Regions from separate parts of the Mus musculus genome. Here region 2 is linked to region 1. Evidence: chromatin contacts called from public HiChIP or PLAC-seq data. All regions are on one chromosome and are shown on one strand. Each heading gives the region's core, a stretch centred on a gene start, on an enhancer-like site or on the middle of the called end of the contact. The rest is flanking DNA. Distances are from core to core; before and after follow the strand shown.

Evidence for each region. HiChIP or PLAC-seq counts read pairs in DNA pulled down with a chosen protein or histone mark.
Region 2: a FOXA1 HiChIP or PLAC-seq map of pancreatic cancer cells shows a contact between it and region 1. The contact joins the promoter of 9130230L23Rik here to the promoter of Ube2k in region 1. A contact is called at or near these places in 2 of 115 datasets of contacts at active chromatin or transcription factors (effector CD8 T cells and pancreatic cancer cells).

The regions. Positions count from the first base shown.
Region 1 is chr5:65,535,286-65,539,001 of GRCm38.p6, forward strand. It overlaps Ube2k (ubiquitin-conjugating enzyme E2K), which reads left to right and starts at 1,960. Exons shown (of 7, transcript NM_016786.4): 1 at 1,960-2,261. The coding sequence starts at 2,199. It also overlaps a transcript of Smim14 not described here.
Region 2 is chr5:66,001,763-66,005,726 of GRCm38.p6, forward strand. It overlaps 9130230L23Rik (RIKEN cDNA 9130230L23 gene), which reads right to left and starts at 2,523. Exons shown (of 7, transcript NR_027961.1): 1 at 2,448-2,523.

The DNA.
Region 1 (3,716 bases), core at 710-3,209:
GGTCAGTCACAGTTCACATACTTGGCTTGCACAGGCCCTGGGTTCAACCTTCAGCAGAGAAAAATATTATCGAGTCTCTTTCTCTCCAAGAACTCACCCGACCTTTATAACTAGTTCCCCCTGTCTGAGTATCCTTATGTCTCCTGAGGTTAGGCAGAGTGGGATAGAAAGTGTTTAGGTTGTATTGGCACAAATACCTACAACATTTCTAGATTTATATTATGGCAAAAATCCTTTGTAGTGTTCAGTATATAGTAGAACCCCCTCTTATCACCACTAGGGGGCTCTGCTAGAAGATCTTTTATAATTTGTCAGTATACTCAGGGAAAGGTTTTGAGTGTTTCAGAAATTTTGAACTGGGGCTGGAGAGATGGCTCAGCGGTTAAGAGCACTGACTGCTCTTCTGAAGGTCCTGAGTTCAAATCCCAACAACCACATGGTGGCTCACACCCATCTGTAACAAGATCTGATGCCTTCTTATGGACGTCTGAAGATAGCTACATAGCTACAGTGCACTTACATATAATATAAATATAAAAAGAAAAAAAAAAAGAAAAATTGAACTCTTAGAAGTTTAAACAACCTCCTTATCTCACAGATGAGGGAAACATGATTCTCGAACTGATGGTCCTCCTGCTTCTGACTCCCAATCTAGGATTACAAGCTTGTACCACCACACTCAGCTAGCATTAGTCTTAAAATGGAATACGGAACTGATCGATTAGGTGAATACATGAAACATATTCCTACAATAACACCTTCATAATTTCAAAATGTTATTTTCTTTCTTTTTTTTTTATTTTTACTTTTTTGGTTTTTCCAGACAGGGTTTTTCTGCATAGCCCTGGCTGTCCTGGAACTCACTCTGAGACCAGGCTGGCCTCGAACTCAGAAATCCGCCTGCCTCTGCCTCCTGAGTGCTGGGATTAAAGGCGTGCGCCACCATGCCCGGCGCTCAAAATGTTATTTTCAAAGTACCTCTCAGCACCCACACCATATTGTTTTAAACTCTACTAACCACTTTCAAATAGCCTCTCCACGTTATTGCTCAATTAAATAATTTTACTCGTTTCTCTTTTCTCCACTCAACTATATTCACTCAATACAAGCGCCAAACACCTTTGTAAGTTTAAAGCTCTTTCGGCCTTCTATTTCTTCAACTGTCACTATAATAAATACAGTTCTTCACATGCTTAATCCAGTCATTCCCACAGCGTGGCCGCTGAAAAACGGGCAGCAGGGAGCTTGCTAGGAATGCCAATTCTTAGGTCCATCCACACTCTAGAGATAGGTGCTAACAATCTTAACCAGCTCTCCAGGGATTCCGAGGCACTTTCAAGTTTGAAAAACACCTTAGTTCTGCAGTTCAGCATTGATTATCTAAACAGGGCAAAGATGTAACTTCTGGCTTTTAAACCCATCACAGGCCTCTTTCTGGCAACACCTGTATCAATTACAAGCCGTGGGACACAACCATTACACAACCTTAAACATCTGTAATACCTGAGATGACCGAATAATAGTTGCCTTATCATGGTTCCAGAACAAAAGCTACGGCAGTGGATTTCCCGGGGGTTTACCAACGGACGCTGGGCAGGACCCAGTTCCTGCATAGCTTTTTCCTCCGCTAGACACAGGGAGGCACTTCGAGCCCGTGGGTTCTGGGTCTGGCCGAGTTAGAGCGGGGCTCGGCCCGGCTAGGGCCGGGGACACCCGCCAGGCCGGGCTCCCACCTCGGGTCCCAGCCTAGGGACTGGAGGTCTCTCTGTAAAGGAGGCCGAGGGGCAGGGGAGGACCCGGCAGGCCCAGACCCCGCGGACAGGCCGCGAAGCCGCACCCTCCTGGCCCCAGCCGCCGGCAGGGCGGAGCCACGCGGCCGAAGCCCCGGCTGAGACGCGCGGCGCGGCGCGGCGCGGGCTCGCTGCTGGAGACGTATGGGGCTCCCACTGGAGCGGCTGCGCCGCCCGGTCGGGTCAGCGTGGTGCGCATGCGCGGACCCGGCGCCATTTTGGTGGCCGGGCGCGGAGGTGATTCTACAGTGAGGAGGAACGCGACGGCGAGGGTGGCAGTGGCAGCGTTCGTGTGCTCGGGTCTGAATCGCTGAGGGAGGAGGCGGCGGCGGAGGAAGAGGTGGCAGCGGTGGCGGTGGTCGTAGCGGTGGCGGAGGAGGCGGGTACGAATCAGCTGCGGGCAGAGACATGGCCAACATCGCGGTGCAGCGAATCAAGCGGGAGTTCAAGGAGGTGCTGAAGAGCGAGGAGGTCAGGAACGAGCTACCGGACGCCCCCATCTCAGCCCCGGGCGGCAGGGCCCCTTCCTTCCGCGACCCCCGGCGGGCCCTGGCCGGCTTCGCTGCGGCCGCCTCTCTGCCTCTGGGGAAGCGGCGGCCTCCCCTCCTCCTCCCGCCGCCTTTCCCTCCCCTCCCCGGGCCCTGGGAGAGGCGGTCTCGCGGGCGGCTGGCCGGCCGGCCGGCCTGGGGAGGAACGGGGTTTGGAGGGCCGATGCCGAAGCACTCGTCGGGGGCACGTGAGCTCTAGAGGGAGCCCCGAGGCGGTGGCGGCAACATCTGGAAGTGTGACTAGGCGGTGGGGAAGAAGGAGCAGGCCGAGAAAACCCGGGAAGTGGGTTGGGGGAAGGGGAAAGGTAGTAACTGGATCCCCCGGCCGCAGCGCACCCCCCAGGCCCACGCTTTTCGGGGTGTTCTGGAGATCGCCGGCCGGGGCCTTTGCTGTCTTCTCCTTGGGGAAGGAACCTCCACAGTCTTTAGGTATAGACGAGGGGAAGACTTTGAGTTACTCCCTTCCAGTGTAGTGTTGGGGGAAAGGGAGACATAATGGGAAGGGAACTGAAACAATTTCCACTACAGATAGAGAAATAATTCCGAATGAGGTGGTAATCTCTTTTCTACGGACCCAGCCCGTAACTAGGCCTCATCATTGACATTTAAAGCTTTTAGTCTGGTCAAAGGCAAGTTGTTTGTTAATTAAATGATTTGAAGTAGGGAGAATAATGGAGTGTCTGAGTAGCCTATTTCAGAATACTGTTTACCAGTGTCAGGCTCTCCTAGGGCAATGCCTCTGTGACTAGTGTTGTACTGTGAAACTTCATTATGATGTCCCTCATAGTTAACTTGAGTCTCACTTTTAAAAACAGGCCTATTAAAAAACAAGGGATTTCATCAGATAACACGTTATTGTAGTTCACTATTGAGTTAGGTTTATTTTTTTGACACAATATTATAGCAGGAAATAGCATATTAAGAAAAATAAAACTCCTAGTACATTGTAAGTCTTGCAAATTTTAAGTACATTAATGCTTGCCAAATTTATTTATGTGAAATATTGAGAGTGATTGAATAATTTTACTCATCTGTAAAAGTAATAGTACAACTTTTTCCACCTAAATCGACAAAAATGCTAGCTTTTCTATGATTGAACTTAACAACAAAATTCTGTAAGTAATTATTTTTTTCAGGTTTACATGTTTTTCTTCTAGGCTTGCTTGATGCTTTGATAATGTCAATTATGATCTTTAAAATTAAGCCTTTTAAGCACATGAGGAACTGTTACAAATCTTGTAGCTCTCCACCTATATTTGTGCCTTCCAGCTTGCAGATCATTAGCCATCGTCCCAGTAGACTTGTAGAAAGTCACTTAAAATTGAAATGACAATATTAGCAGATTTAGTGAGCATACTAAGAAGTAAGTAGTGATCTG
Region 2 (3,964 bases), core at 1,273-3,772, 470 kb after region 1:
CTGTCTCAAAAAAAAAAAAAAAAAAAAAAGAAAAAAGAAAAAAAGAAGAGATGTCCAGAGTCCCCTGACTTCATCCCTCCATCTTTGATATGGTGATGGTTTCTCTTTCTATTTCCCAAATATGAGTGATTGGTTGGTCACACACACACACACACACACACACACACACACACACACACACACACACACACACACAGGCTCACACCACCCAAAACATTCTCCATTTCTTTCTTCTTTTTCTCTTTTTGTAATTAGATGGCATCTCACTATGCAGGCCTGCGAAGAACACACTGGCTTTGAACTTGAAGTAGTCCTCAGACCTCAGCTTCCCAAGTGCTGGGATTGCAGGCGCGCTCACCCTACCCAGCTCTGCTTCAGTTAAACCAGGTTTCCTTTTGTCTACACAGAGGAATAAGGGGTAGTTAGTTTTTTTCTGTCAGGTATTAAGCTTTTTTTTCTTTCCTCAAAATAAGTTAAACAATTGTTTTAGAGATTTGACCTTGCTAATCATGAAGTATACAAACTAACATATGGGGTAATGACTGGGTGGGCGGGTAGTGTGTGAGTGTGTGTGTGTGTATGTGTATATGTGTGTTTATGTATGTGTGTATGTGTGCATGTGTATGTATGTGTATATGTGTGTGTATGTGTGTATATGTGTGCATGTGTATGTATGTATATATGTGTGTGTATATGTGTGCATGTGTATGTATGTGTGTTGTATATATGTGTGTATGTGTATGTATATATACATGTATGTGTGTATATGTATGTGTGTGTATGTGTGTATATGTATGTGTGTATATATGTGCACGTCTATGTATGTGTGTATATATGTGTATGTCTGTGTATGTGTATTGGGTATGTGCATGTGTGTGTTTGTGTGCATATGTGTTTGTATGTGTGTATATGTATATGTGTGTGTGTCTTTTCCCTGTATTGGCTAGATGACCAATCTGTTAAAGGGATCACAGTGGTTGATGACAAGCACTAAGAGTAAGCTAGTATTCAGCTTTTTTACACTAAAAGCAAGGTTTCAGAGGAAAATAACAACTTGAACACTACATTTGCTAAAGGAGAGACGTGGAATTGCTGGCACACATTAGAGCTTGGGTAAATGAAGAAATGCAATCTTGATAATGGGCAAGCTATATGGGGAAATGCCAGGAGGTTGGTCATTTAGCAGAGACACTCTGGCTAGGAAGAGAACCCAAAGCTCATGAATTTAAAAGCTTGGGGCCTCAGACCCTTTTTTTTTTTTTTTTTGGGTTTTTTGGTTTTTCGAGACAGGGTTTCTCTGTATAGCCCTGGCTGTCCTGGAGCTCACTTTGTAGACCAGGCTGGCCTCGAACTCAGAAATCCGCCTGCCTCTGCCTCCCGAGTGCTGGGATTAAAGGCGTGCGCCACCACGCCCGGCTGGCTCAGACCCTTCTTAATGAGCGAGTTCTCTCAACTGCAGAGCAGCACCTTGGCCTTGACTGACAATAAAAAAAAATTACAGTGGGAAAACAAGGGTGTGCTCAAATAAGTAAAGGAAAAACAAAAAATAAAACAAAACAAAAAGACCAAACAAACAAACAAAACCACCACACATCATGGAAAACGAGCCCTTACACACAGTTCCAAATTTTCCATTCAAACAAACAAACAAACAAACAAACACAAACAAATCTTATGTATAGTCTCATTGACCTAGGATGGTCTGGAGCCACGTATGATGGTGCTTGTCTTTAATACAGCACTTGTGAGGCAGAGGCAGGTGGCTCTGATTGGATTCAGGGTCAGCCTGGTGTACATAGTGAGTTCCAGGACAGCCTGAGCAGCACACTAAGACCCTGCCTCAAAAAAAAAAAAAAAAAAAAAAAAAAAAAAAAAAAAAAAAAGGAAAAGGAAAGGAAAGGAAAGGAAAGGGAAGGGAAGGGAGGGGAGGGGAGGGGAGGGGAGGGGAGGGAAGGAAAAGAACAAGGAATTCTGTAGATGAATCGCCGCCAGTGCTTCCAATCTTCCCCAGGGACAGGTGAGAGAGAATCTTCCCACTTTCAGCCAAGGTCTAGTGTACTACACTCAGAGTGTTCAGCCTGCATGCCATTACTGAGTTACGGACCTCAGGACAGCATGGAGAATTATTCCCATCAGCCTTCAGTCTATCCCTTCATTACCTCTAAGCCAGGAGTCCTAAGCGTTGTCTATAACCTCCCATCTCTTACTTTAGAAAAACCATTTACAGTGCCTCTTTCCTTTTTAAGAAAAAGCTTTTGCCTCATCCAGCCAGTATTCAGGAAAAAAAAGTTGTCTTCTGAAACTGGTGTGTGCGTGTGTGTGTGTATGTGTGTGTGTGTGTGCACGCGTGCCCCCGTGGGCGTGTGTGAAATCTCCCCAAGCCCTACCAGTTTGGGACTAGAATCTCCGGGCCTCAAGCAACCATCGTCCTCCCTGTAAGTCCTCACCTTAGATGGCTTCTATCCCTCTAGGCAGTTTTCGCCACACCCAGATCTTGCCACCTGGTGCTCTGCCTTCTTTTCTAATCCTGGTGCCCCTTGTCCTACAGCTTTGAACTGGGTTCAAGGGGAGGGAATGAAGGAGCCTTCTCAGCTGTCAAAGGTCTTTGCTATCTGAGCGTTGCAAAAGCAAACAGTCTAATCTCTGTGTAGCTAGGCAGGGACAGAGTGAGGCAGACAATCTTGTTTGTCATAGAATAACAGAAGGCTAGAACCGGCCGCCTCTGAGATCTTCCGTCCCAAGATACACAAAGGAGGAAACCAAGACCCAGAGAGAGTGGAGTGGTCTGCCCAAGGTCGCACAGACCTGTTTAATACCTGCAACTTACTCAGCTACTAAATAATTAAGCAATGCTTCTCCCCGCAACAATCTTGCAGGCTAGGTATGGTGATTCATAGACAAGAAGTGGAAGCCGGGTGACTAGCCCAGGTCTCCCCTAGCTAAGCAGGAAGCCAGGTTTCCAACATACTCTTAGCTACCTGTATGAGCCTACATCACAAGAGTTGTGAGCATACCAGACTATCTAAAACAGGATTGGCACTTGACAATTGGTGTTCCCTAAGTGAGTGACCAATATACTGGGGGCGGGGGCGGGGCGAAGCGAAGTGTGGGGTGGGGGTGGGAGTAGGGGAGGGGATGGGAACAACACCTGGGCCCCACAGGCCTCTACGAGGGGGGCTGGGAAATGTTGAGGTTGGATCAGGTGCCAGGCACTGGGCTTTACTTCCTCATTCACTTTATCCCTGGCATTTCGCTGTGGAGGACACAGAAGAGTGAGGAGGTGAACTTCCTCACAAAACTGTGTAAAATCAGAGCAACAGAGCTCTGATGAATAGGATTGAACGGGGTCACGTTCCTCCGCCCCTCTTCCTACCGCCTGCCGCGTCTGTCTTTTCCTCTTCCCAGCGTCCACCAACCCAAGGCTTCACCGCAAAACTGTTGCTAGGTCCTCCTTCCCTTTGTCCCATTAAATGTTCTTTTCTGCAGACCACTCCCTGCCCCAGAGGCTACCTGATAAGCTGATTCCTGAGTGGCTTTCACAGGAAACCTGTTCTCCCTTTAGGTAACCCAGTTGACCTTTAAATGTCAAATCGTCAAGTTTCCAAGCAAACTGAGGAGAATGGGAGTGGGAAGCCAGGCAAGGTGTCACACAAAGTAAGGCTCATTTCCCTGTTCCTCGGTTTGTCCGGAGACTGTTCCTCCTTCCGCAGCCCCGCAGCCCCGAGGAGTTCAGCCCATGCAAAGCATAGAAGTGAAACTTATTTGCATCCTGTTCTCAAACAAAGGCCATACCTGTGGGACATTGGTTAATTCCCAACCACCCCTCCCCTCCCAACTCGGAAAGACTGAGGTCACGGTTCCAGCTTTGGTGCTGTAGGTGAGGTGGGGGGGGGGGTGAGGACACAGGACTTAGAAGTTCAGGGTTCTTCTGTTCCAGGACAGACAAGGCAAGGTAGTAGAAATA